Regions from separate parts of the Gossypium hirsutum genome. Here region 2 is linked to region 1. Evidence: chromatin contacts called from public Hi-C data. All regions are on one chromosome and are shown on one strand. The core of a region is the stretch at or near the end of the contact, and the rest is flanking DNA. Distances in the headings are between cores, read along the strand shown. Region 1 has its middle 5.5 kb from the start of LOC107954928. Region 2 holds the start of LOC107954926 (probable pectate lyase 20).

The links. Hi-C and Micro-C count contacts between places; a contact is called where the count stands out from the background.
Region 2: a Hi-C map of leaf shows a contact between it and region 1, with 2.5 times the contacts expected there. The contact joins the promoter of LOC107954926 here to the enhancer-like site in region 1. A contact is called at or near these places in 2 of 34 Hi-C or Micro-C datasets (both in leaf).

Annotation. Positions count from the first base shown.
Region 1 is chrD07:30,207,588-30,213,771 of Gossypium_hirsutum_v2.1, forward strand. No RefSeq gene overlaps it. Among protein-coding and RNA genes, the nearest start is that of LOC107954928, 5.5 kb to the left of the region's middle. Within about 2 kb of position 4,729, at least 8 of the 9 cell types and tissues checked have an H3K27ac peak or open chromatin away from gene starts, as enhancers often do. A contact at or near this core is called in leaf, where this site is marked.
Region 2 is chrD07:30,351,742-30,358,271 of Gossypium_hirsutum_v2.1, forward strand. It overlaps LOC107954926 (probable pectate lyase 20), which reads right to left and starts at 4,714. Exons shown (of 6, transcript XM_016890620.2): 1 at 4,449-4,714; 2 at 4,242-4,295; 3 at 3,986-4,057; 4 at 2,094-2,736; 5 at 1,903-2,006; 6 at 1,188-1,812. The coding sequence starts at 4,555. The coding sequence ends at 1,452.

The sequences.
Region 1 (6,184 bases), core at 3,479-5,978:
ACTAAAAATCAGAAAAAGAAACGGACTAAGTGGGTCACCTTGTCGGAGTCCTTTAGTAGGTTTAAAAACATTGCCTCTCCTCCCATTGATGGTCACTACATAAGAGACTGTAGAAATACATCTCAAAACTAGTGACACCCATTCCTCTATAAAACCCATATGAATCATTACTTCTTTTAAAAATGCCCACTCAACTCTATCATAAGCTTTACTCATGTCTAGCTTCACTGCCATGGATCTCTTTTCCCCATTCGTTTTTGGCGTAACTTATGTAGAATTTCATAGGCTATCAGCACATTGTCAGATATTAGCCTTCCCGGAACGAATGCACTTTGAGCACTGTCAATACATCTTCCAAAAAATTCCTGAATATGATTAACAATTGTTTTGGGTACAATTTTGTATATAACTGTGCATAGGCTAATGGGTCTGAAATTAACAAGCCTTATGGGATTGGAGATTTTTGGGATAAGCACTATTTCAGTTAGGTTTAAAAATTTGAAATCTTTACCGTCATTTAAAACTTCTAAGCAAAAAGTTTCAACATCTTTACCCACAATGTGCCAGAATTTTTAAAAGAATAGTGCCGAAAAGCCATCGTAGCCTGATGCTTTAGTAGGTCCCATTCCTTTCACTGCAAAGAAGACCTCTTCTGTCGTATATTTTGCCAATAAAGCTATGTTGATATCTAAAGAAATGCTATTATCAATGCCTGTTAAAAGATGGGATAAATTTCCTACTCGATTAGACAAAAACAGATTCTGGAAATACTTTGTAGCAGTCTTATTTATTTCTGATTCCTCAAAAATCTCCTTTCCATCATCTGTGTCCAGCCTGTTTATTGTGTTGGTTCGTTTCCACATTGAGGCATATTTGTGAAAAAAGGTCGTATTCTTATCCTCTAGTTGAAGCCAATTAGCCCATGCTCTTTGTTCCCAATACATTTCATCTTTATCAATACATTTCTCGTATCAATTATCTATGCCATTGTATCATCATCTCTTTCTTTCTGCATTAAAATTTTTAACTCCTTTGTGAGCTTGTACTTCAATCCTTCTTGTACCTTCTTTATTGATTTTTCCCATCTTGTCAAACCGATTTATAGTCTTTCATTTTTTTCAAAAATATATTCGTTTGATGACTCATATATTTTTTAATCTCCTATTCAATCGATTCCTACATGGTCCACCATGCCTCAAATTTAAATCTTAGGGTCCCCTTGAAATTGTTTCCATTAGTTGTGCTGATAAAAAGGAGGCAATGATTTGAAAGTGAAGACATTAAATGGTGTATATTGCCTCTTAGAAAGAGCTTCATCCATTTTTCATTTGCAACACCCCTATCCAGTCTTTCTCTAATATTTGTTTCCGGTAGATTCCCTCTTTCCCATGTATACCATACTCCCATATAGCCCACATCTATGAGTTGGCATTCTTCTAAAACCTCACAGAATGCTGCCATTCATTTCTCCTCCCTCAGCTGGCCTCCCCTTTTTTAAAAGAATATATTATTTCATTAAAATTCCCACTCACTAGCCAAGGATGATCTTGTTCCTGGCCCAAAGTTCTTAGTAAATTCCATGAGGCATTTTTATTGTGTATATAAGGTGACCCATAAAACCCTGTGAATCTCCATTCTTTACTAACACCTTCTTCTTTGATCAACACATCAATATAACTCGTTAAGAAAGTTTTTAGACGAGCCTAGATTTCTTCTTTCCATGCCAGATAGATCCCACCACGCATACCTTCTGCTCCTACATCAAACCCATTCATAAAACTACACCTCCTCCTACTTTTTCCATATGTCTTTTATTAACTTTAGTCTTCATGAAGAAGACCATTTGGGGGTTATATTGCTTCAGTAAAAATCGAAGCCTTCGCTCTGGCCGTGGATTCTCCATTCTACGGACGTTCTAACATATAATTTTCATTGCGTCCGGTTGGCTTGCCTCTTGGCAGCCACCGATCTATTTTGGTTGGGGTTTTCTACCGACAAATTTGTTCCAGCCTTACTTATTAAATCTTGTCCATCATGTCTCATCCTTTTTGCTGCATCTTCCTGGATCTCTTCTATACCGTAATCATCATCTTCAATCTCTGCCAATTTTCTTTTCTTCAGTTTGCTTTCTGCACCATAATATTTCATCACTTTCGTTGATTCAATTATTTTCCAACTAGATTTCCTGATTGGTTTCAGCATATCTTCATCTGTATTATTCCTCCTTGTCTTTTTTCTAACGATTTCCCCTTCCTTTTGCATCTTTATCACTTTTTCTGCTACTGTCAACCGAGAATCATCTTGTACTTCTTGAGTCATATCACTTCTTTTTCCACTGTGTGAGTGCGTTTCCTGATTCTCCTTGATACTTCCTATATACGAACACTGTGGTTGCAGCTTTTTTGATAGAGCATTAAACTTTAAACTCTCCCTTCCAAGCAAATTTAATTCTGCTTTTAAAGCCAAAGAGAAAGGTGAATATTCTCTAATTTTGTTTTCTTCTGCAGGTTTTATTACTGTATATTCTTGGAGACCATGCCCCGTTCTTCCACAACCAAAACAAAATGTCGATAATTTCTCATACTTGAAAGAAATTCAAAATCTATTTCCATTATCTATTGAGACAAATATACCCATACGAAGGGGTTTTTGTACATCTAATTTAATTCTAATGCGACAAAACTCACCATTAACTTCAGATCTGAGAATGCCTCCAAAAGTAACCCCTATAGCATGCAAGAGATCTTTTTTTTTTATCAAATTCTGGTAAGCACAACCCAATCTTGATCCAAAACGGGGATGAAACAAGCCTGATTTGATTTCTTTCCATCGGTTTAGTCAATCGATCAAAGATAACTAAGTTCTTCCTGAACAACCATGGCTGACCTTCCATAACAGTTTCTAAATCTTCCTCAAACTCAAACATAATCAAAAAAAGGTTTTGCCCTACCAATTAGATCTCAAACTTTTTCTTTGTTTTCCAAATACTCTTCATCTGTGCCTTGAAGCTGTCCGGATTGTAGGATTTCTCTGTCCAAATAGTGTAGATTAGAGTTGGCTTGTCGTTTGGTTCCACCATCGAGCTTTTGACCGATAGTTGAATAAGTTCCTCTGCCAATAGGGAGACCTTGTCTCCCCCAAACCCGTCGTTGCCACCACTTTCCGTCATCCCAAACTGCAGCAGCCACTGTTTTCGCTAGGATACCAAGGAGAGCACTCTTGGCTACTAGGGTTTCACTCTTATTATTATATATATATATTTATTTACATTGAATTGAAAGTATTTTTTGTTAAGGTAAAATACTAAGAAAAAATAAAAGCATATTTTCTCTTCAAAAATTTTAAAATTAATTATTATTTTTTATTGAAATAAAACATTAATTGTTTTTATTACTATTTAATTAAAGTCACTATTAAAGTAAATCTCCTTAAATGATCATTTTTATTAATTAAATATTAACTAAATTTTTATGTTAATTTCTTATAATTAAATTGAATTGAATTTTTTTATTAAAATAAAATATTAATAAATTGTATTTTTTTAGTTAGTTTGCTCTTTTGGCAAGTATTTTTCTTACTGTTTCTTTTCAGCTTTCTTTTTGGTTCCTTCTAGTTTTTCAATCTGTCTTCTTCAGAATTCTTGTTAACTTTTCTTTGTCATTTTCTTGTTTGTGCTCTGGATCAATTGGTGTTTGGGTTTATTGGTTTCTAATCTAGGGTGCAGTGTACATCGCTCACCATGAAGACCGAATGGCTAACTTGCAGATTGATGATGGGGAGGAGGCCTGGGAAGTGAACGTCGAGGAAAGGGAATATGGTCCCAATGATGGGTTTTGCCTTGTTGGGTGTTTTCTAACCTCTGGTGTAGTCCAATTTCAAACGATGCATTATATGGTTGTGAACCTTTGGCATCCATTGGGGGTGTGTGTGTCTATCTCAAATTTAGGGGAGAAACGATATCTATTTAAATTCCTTTATGGTATTAACATTGATCAGATAGTGGATAGGGCATCGTGGACTTTCAATAATCATCTTTTGGTTTTCTACCAGATTGATAATGATGAGAACCCTTTGCAAGTTCCTCTGTATTTTACTGATTTCTAAGTTTAGATACATGATCTCCCAAGCGGGTTAATGTCGAAAGCAATGGCAAAGCAAATCAGTAATTTTATTGGTCTATTTCTTGAATACAATGTGAAATCGCTAAGTCGGGATTTCAAATTTTTATGTGCATAAGGGTATGAATCGATATTCGTAATCCTTTGAAGAGAAAAAGAAAGATTTCCTTCTCTAAGGGTAGTTTTGTTTACGTCAAGTTTTTTTAATGAAAAACCGCCATTATTTTGCTTCATGTGTGGTCGTCTTGGCCACGGTGAAAACTTTTACCCTCATAAGATTACAATTGGAAAGTAGAAGGTTAGTTTTGGTTGGGATGTGTAGCTCCCTAGCAAGCTACCCCACCCACAAGTGTTTGGCTAAGGGAGGAAAACAATTTGAATTTTGTTAAATTTGAGGAGATAAGGAGGGATATTGGGAGTAATGATAGGAATTATCTTAATTCAATTTTTTCCAAGATGTAAAATAAAATTTAGGGATCAATTCAGTTCGTGGATCACGAGGGAAATAGACTGAACTAAATTCAGTGAGTGGACCTAATGGTATGGACAGTGATGTGAAAGATCTCTAAATTGACCCAACAAATGGTAAGAAGCAACCCAATATGTCAACTATGGTGCCAAGTGTTTTAGACCAGATTGATTCGTCCAACGCTAATTTGGGGCAAACCTCTACCTACCATGTTATAACAATAGACTTTGCAGTGCAAGGTCGCCAAGCTTAATAAAAATCTTAAGCTAGAAAGTCCATAGGTTGGGGGTCTGTTGTCCGTTCGTCAATTTCAACGTATGCTTAGAAAAATTAGTCCCCAATATTCAAACTAAGTTTGTTAGCTAGGAAGGATTAACTCGTCATCGACGACAGGGAGGTTGAATCGGCCTTTGAGAAGTTGTGGTAGAAGCAATAAAAATGTTGCAACAAAGAACACAAGAATTTATAGTGATTTGGCCCCAATTGCCTACTTCACTACCTTAGCTTTCCACAACTAAGTTCACTAATTTGACAACCTTTGAGGATAATGTTTAATCTTACAATCTCTCTTAAGACTTATACCCCAAAATCTTAAGATACAACTCTCTTAAAGTTTCTACCCAAACCTTAAGAATGAACCCTTTCTCAAAGAGAAATAAATAAGCAAACAAACTTAGAAGATCAGGATATTTTCCAATTAAGCACAAATACAAAGAAGGAGACTTGAGCTAAATGAATACAATAAAAGCTCACAAATGCCTACAAGAAAATGTAAGAAAAAAAATTAAACTCTAGATTATTTTGATTTATCTTTTAAGCTCTAGGTATGTAAGAATAAAGTATCAATAAATTTATTAGCATCAAAATTAAAGTTATTATTAAAGTGAAATTTCTAATAGTTTAAAATATTAATAAAATATATTACCATCACCATTAACATTAACATTAACATTAAAGTCCTTATTACAATGAAATTACTTAACTGATTATTTTTATTAATTTAAACATAACTAATTTTTCTGTCAATTATGATATATATATTTATTTACATTGAATTGAAAGTATTTTTTTATTAAGGTAAAATATTAATAAAAAATAAAAGCATATTTTCTCTTTGAAAATTTTAAAATTAATTATTAATTTTTATTGAAATAAAATATTAATTATTTTTATTACTATTAAATTAAAGTCCCTACTAAAGTAAAATTTCTTAAATGATTATTTTTATTAATTAAATATTAACTAAATTTATAACAACCCGTTTTTCAGTGGTGTTGGAAACAGTGGTTTTTAAGCCACAAATCCGACGAGTAAGTTTGTAAATATTATTATTTAATATTTACATGTCAAATATGGTTTTATAAAGGTTTTTGATATGATAATTTATGCTATATAAACAATTAATTAAGTTCAAGTGGTAAGACCTTAAAGTCAAGTAGTTTTAGAAAATGAGGTATCAGGACTTCGTTTCTATAAATTGAACCATAAATATTTTTATAAATATTTACGAAGTGTTATTAAGGTTGTATTAAAGCTTCGCTAAAAAAATTTAACGTTTAGATAGTTAATTAATTAAAAAGGACTAAATCATAAAGGA
Region 2 (6,530 bases), core at 3,464-5,963, 140 kb after region 1:
CAGATCAGTTTACCATAAATTGCTACTCATTTTTGTTCCTTTCTTCTCCGTTTTCTCTCTTTGCAAAACACTAACAATTTTTAACTCTTCTATTTGATCCTGTTCTTCTAAATTTATTTATTATCATGATCATATAAAGCTTTGATGATTTGAGGCATTCTTATTGTGATTGATACAAAAGTTTTCCCTGTTCTAAAACTAATACCTTATGACCCCTTTTAATTGTTTGATTTGATCAATACAATCATTTCAAGCATTGTGAGGATATGCAAATGAATTGAGAAAGAGAACTTGAAATTTGTTTGATATGCAACTTGTGAGGATGAAGGTACACATCATTTATAATCTATTGAAGACTTGGGAGACTTAAAGTGTTTGGAAGATCATAGAGAGATGAAATGAAAATTCATTTTACCATCCAAGTTTCAATTCAGCTACTTGATAGAGATGTACTTTCAAGGGTTTTACTTTCAAGGGTTTTATACTTCTAACATACAATTTTACATTGATTTGGAATCCAAGCTCCAAATGCAACTTCAGCAAAAATGGAAATGATCATTCAATTATCTAATTTGAGTTGTTGACAAGCTTAGCAAAAGAATTATCTTTATGGAGTAAAGTATCACCAAGAGTTGGAGTTTTTCTCTTTTATTTTTAAACCGAACTAAGTTATGCCTTTTTCTTTGAGGTTTACATAAATCCGTAGGAATAGGAACATATCCTTAAGAAGTCCTTTTTGAAAAATGATATTAATGTTAGTTGATATTAATTTAACTTTTTTAATTAAGATTTGAAGTAAATTATTTCTGATTTGAGTGTGGATTCTTTAAATTTTAAACAATTCATTAAAGCTTCATGATTATTTATGTTCATGTTATTAGTTATCTATAAATGAACATGTAGAGTATGATTGAAAGATACGTAAATTTTACTTTTCAATAGATTGAAAGAGGATTGAAGCTTAATCCTCAAATGCAAGCAATGTGAACCATTATAGTTTACATACAAGACAATGTGAACCATTATAGTATACATGCAAGACAATCTCCTTAAAAGCTATACTCACAAGTCACAACATGATTTTTTGCCTTCATGAGCAACTTATGTGCTAACTAATTAATCAAAGAAACAGAAATACAATGACCCAAATGCTTAAAAATAATCTAAAGGACTAGAGAGAAGCAATGTAGAAGTAAACACCTCATGGCACCTTAGAGAGAGGCCAAGGTCGATCATTGGCATTCTATGGAAAGTGAAATGTTTTTGGTATATGAGGGAGCGAAATAAGGACAATTTCTATAATTTTTTGTATACTTGTCAAAAGGGATTGATCAGAATAATATATAGGGCCGAAAACTGAGGGAATAGAATACTACTAATTAAAATGGTATATATTATCTAAAGGAAAATGAGTTTTGTTTCCATCTTCTGTACGGAGGAGTAGCAAAGAACTAACACATGAAACCACGGCGACAAGAAAGGGCGCCTGCATTTGAAGTAATGGTGCCAACTAAGGAAGAGGATTTGGCTGCTAAGCTAGAGGCCTTAGCGTAGCTGGCTGCTGCTCCTGCTCCTGATGGAGTGAAATATGCTCCATTTAAAAACATGTCTCCTTCTGACCTCCAATTCCAATGTCTCCATTTACTCTTCGATCTCTCCACTCTCTTTGTAACCTCTTTAGCAAAGCGGTTGAAAGGGGCAAGGTATCGGTTGCCCTGGCTGTTAATGGTGGGATTTGCACTTCCACCAATGGCATACATCTCCCAGTGGGTGTAGTCGTTGTTCACTACATGAAAATATCCATTTCTACACCTGCAACATTTGGCAAAGAGGGTTGAGTCAAGGTTAAAAAGGAGAAATTACAGTAGCGATCATTTTTAAGGATGCTTTTTTTTTTTTTACCTTGGCATTCTTTGGATAAGACCCTCACCGAAATGGTTATAAGCAACGGTCACTTGCATCTGCTTGTCTCTTACGTAAGAATCACTATGTCCCAACAACATAACCTATCATCGAAGTACTTGGACGAATTAGTTTAGTCGTTTAAAAACATAAATTTAGTTCAATATTGGTAAACCGATGTGAATTCTGACCTCGTTATGGTGGGTGAAGTAGTTGTTTGAGATGGTAATTGCAGTGGAACCCATTATAGCATCAATGAGTCCATCAGCACAGTTAGAGAGTGAATTATGGTCAACCCAAATATGGCTTGCCCCAAATATGGAAATGCCATCCCCATCAGCCATGGTCCTCCACCCGTAATGAGATGGGGAGCTTCGAACCATGGCGTTGCCGGTGGGCTTACAATCATGAATGTGGATTCCATGGATGATAATATTAGTGACATACTGGATGGTGATGCAGGCCCCATTAGCGATATGCACATTGGCACCACGACCATCGATGGTCTTAAAACTGTTCATTATAAGCTCCTGCTTCAACCTGATCACCATGTCACGCTTGAACACGATCCAAAGTGGGCGGTCCTGGATAACAGCATGGCGGAGGGTGCCTGGTTTGGGGTTCACAGGGTCGTCATCCCTAGGGTCAGTCACCACATAGTACCTCCCATCACGACCACCAATGGCGTTGCGTCCAAAGCCAATGCCACAGTTGGCAAGGTTCTTTCGCCTGAGATACCAATGCCGATCACATCGCCAGCAATCATCAACCGGATTCCCTGTTCCACATGAGAAATATCCCAATTTCCTCCTCTCTGTGCTATTTCTTATGCTCCTGCACGATTACCATAACATCATCATATATGTTGCTAGATTAATTAAATGAAGTGAGTTAATTAAGCATGTGGAAATTGGAATAGGATTAAATGATGATGGACAAAATAATGTGAATGAATCTGTTGAGTTGAGTTGGCCATGTGACATTTCGTGGGAGATGTACATACGGTCCATACGGAAAATTCGATATAATAGTATTTTCTAGACTAGATTTTGCTACTTAAGGAAAATAGTAGTAAATGATAAGGAGGAAACCAGTTCCTGCCTGCTCCTGTTTCTATGTTTTCCGTCGGTGCGAAAAAAACAATAAAGGCAATTAAAAACATTAAAATTAAATACGATGGTGGCGGTGTCCATGAATTCAACTAGTTTTGTCAGTTATATGCAGATACGTCTGTGTGGAACTTGATTCCCCATGTTTTTATTTACCATGCATCAAAATTAAGACAGATCTGTCTTTACAAATTTCTTTGTCTGCCTTCACCATATATATAAAGTTTACTTCATGTAATTATTTTTCTAAGATAAAATTTTAACAATTATTATAAAAACTTTTTATTAAAATTATACTAAAAGGAATCATTTTAACAATTATAGATTTTATGCCTTTTTACTGCATGGAATTCATAGTGCTACTTACTACCACTGTTTAAGTTATAAAGTAAATTCTGTGGAGCAAAAGACAAACTGTCAATTAATTATTAGGTTGCTCCCTGCATTATTAATTTCGTTTTTTCCCTTTAAGGTCCCTTTTTCTTTTTAATGAAAGATAGGGAAAATCCAACATGAAATAGGTGTGAACTGAAGATTTGACCTTGGAGAATGATAAAATGCAAGAGAAACTAAAATTCACAGTAAGGTTGAAATTAGTGGTTAGCACTTCAAGTTTCATTGACAGCAACTTAAAACAAAAATTAGATATGGACGTGTAAGTGTGAAGATTCAACCCATCCTTTACTTAGTTTTGACTGAATTCTATTAGATGAAACACATTTTTGACTACTCATTTAAGAAAGAGAAACAACAGACAGTGGGAAAAAGACCTGTCAGACACAACGCATATTAGGGCAAGTGTGAGGGGATCCATGTGAATCAATCAATCCTCTTCTCATATTTCAAACATTTAATGCAATGTTTATGCTATAGATTATTTTCTTAGGAATGAAATAAAAATATTCATGAATTTGTTGATCTTAATGCAAAGCTAGAATGAAAGTTAAGTTAGAAATATATGCGGGGAAACTCACATATCCACCATTGAAGCAATTTCCTCTGGATTGTCGACTGAGTGCTCATTTATCCATTGCTCATCCTCCAACCTGTTCCAATAAAAAAAACTCTGTCAACCCCAAAAAGCATTAAAACGAAACTGTGAAAAGCAAAAACCAAGTAATGCATGCAATGCAAAAATAATAATAATAATAAAATCAAAAGGGCCTTTTAGTATTTGTTTTTCAGAGCCAAAAGAGGCTAGTAGGAGTTAGTTGATCCAATCTAACTCACCCCTCTTCCATTGATGAGTTTTTCAAGCCCTGCAACTTGTTTTCTTCACTGAACCTGCCATTACAAGCACCACGAAAATCAGAAGAAAACAAAAACCAGTTGCATTGAGAAAAAGTACGTTTAATGTTTTCCTTGACTGGAGAAGCTAAATGAAACAGAGGGAGAGAGCACTGGAAGACGAGCTGATTGTTTCCCGGGAAAATGTACCTTGAATTCAGCTCTGTTTTCTCTGCTGAGGCCTTGACACAAACGAAAAACAAAATAAACGTTACTAGCAAAGCTAACGAAGAGAGCAATCTGTTAGAAATCCCCATCTCTGACAATTTCTCTGTGTGTGTTCAACTTTTGCTGTTTGGATTATATGAAAATGAAGGGGAATGAAGATGAGAAAGAAAGAAAGAAAAAGAATGATGGAGTGAATGAAAAAAACACAGATAACGCAGTGTTTATATAGGGAGAAACAACGACAAATAAAATAAATAAATAAAACAAAGTTAGATTGGATCTTCGTCATCGGCTAACTCCGTGAAGTCAAATTAAACTCTTTTTTTTTTTTAATTTTTATAGTGCCAAATTAACCTCTCTGTTTTTCTTCATTCATTTAATTAGTTTCTAACCAGGGCCTTCCCACTTGCCTCAATTAACCGTCGCTAACTGAAAAGAAATTTAAAGCTACAACGTGTCGATGTGTCGGTAGGTCACGTGCCTGGCCATTTTTCCTTCTGACACTTGTGCACTTGCTCTATTTCTTCCACGCCAGCTTTCTTAAATTTTCACTGTTTTGGTTGATGACGGTGGAGAATTATTCGCTTTACGATTGAGCCACGTGGTCACATGGGCGACGTGGAAGTATAACTAAATATCAGGTAAATGTACGAATTGTAGGCTTTCTTAGGATTTAATTATTAATTAGGGATGAATCGACCGCTGTCCTTTAATCCCGTACGGATACAATTTTAATTTTCTTTTGTAAGTGTTTAGTAAGAACTCCCTAAGATGTTTTAGCTTCAATACTCTGTACGATTTTATATGTAATATTCAAAGTAAGTTAAAATATTATTTAAATCACTACATTTGAAATTTAATCTGTTACGTCATTTACTTTTTCAATTCAAAAATTAATATTATTAAATTTAAATTTAGATGTAATATAATTTTTTTATTTCAAAATATAACAAGAAAGAAGTTAAAGAGAAAAAATTTAATGGAATTAACAATGATTTTAAAGTCTAAAAAAATGAGAAATAATTTTTTTGGAAATAAAAACAAAAATTACAAATACTTCAAACTTATTTCAACTGTCATCTAAAATTTGACATATTAAATATTATATAATTTTAAAAAAGATTACTCTTTTACTTTAAATTTTTATGCCATACCATTTTCTTTTGTTATTCCCAAAAAGAATTTAATGATTAAATGGAGCTCAAATTCATATCAACGATAATGTTGATATTAAAATAACTCACACACTATTAATGTGAGCAAATCAGAACTAGGCACATAATTTTAGCAGATAATTGCTGCGACTCGTACCCACAACGTGGACATGAAAGCCTTACATGACTTATTATTTTACAGTGAACAAATATTAAGAATAATCATAATACAATAACTAAATAATGGGCCTAACATTTGGAATCAATATTTATGATTTCATATTTGTATTCCTTTTTTCCTTTCAACTACATCATCTCTTCCATTTAATTCCAAATATGTTAAATGTAAATATAAGTACTTGTGGATACCTTCCAATGTGTACAAAATTGAACATGGGTTAAACTTGTACGGGTTGGCTTGTCTTTCCCCCCAGATGAGCGCCAATGGTTCAACATTTACATCTTATTATAAACACTATATTGTTTGTGCAGACTTAAAATTAAGAGGCAAAAGTTAAATGTCAAAGAAGGAAGGTCATCTTAGAAATGCCAAAGAAAGAAGCACATGATGATGCAAATAAGTGTACATGTTATCTTAGTTGTTCAATTAAAAGAAGAGAACATGTCATTCCAATCAACCCACAACATATGGCTTGTATCATGAACCAATATACTTTCATTAAAAGTACCATGGAGGCCTCCTGTATTAGATGTTAAATTACATTTTGCTTCTTCTACTCAAAAAATGAGTACATTAGTCTCTATACATTAAATCAACGAGTAAAGTGGTCCTTCTATTAAAAATATTATCTATTTCTATTGTTAAAAATTAGTCTATCTACGTCAGCATCAGGTACATGTGGCATTCATCGTGTTTATTTGGTTATTCTGTCAACCACTCTAGTTTTTA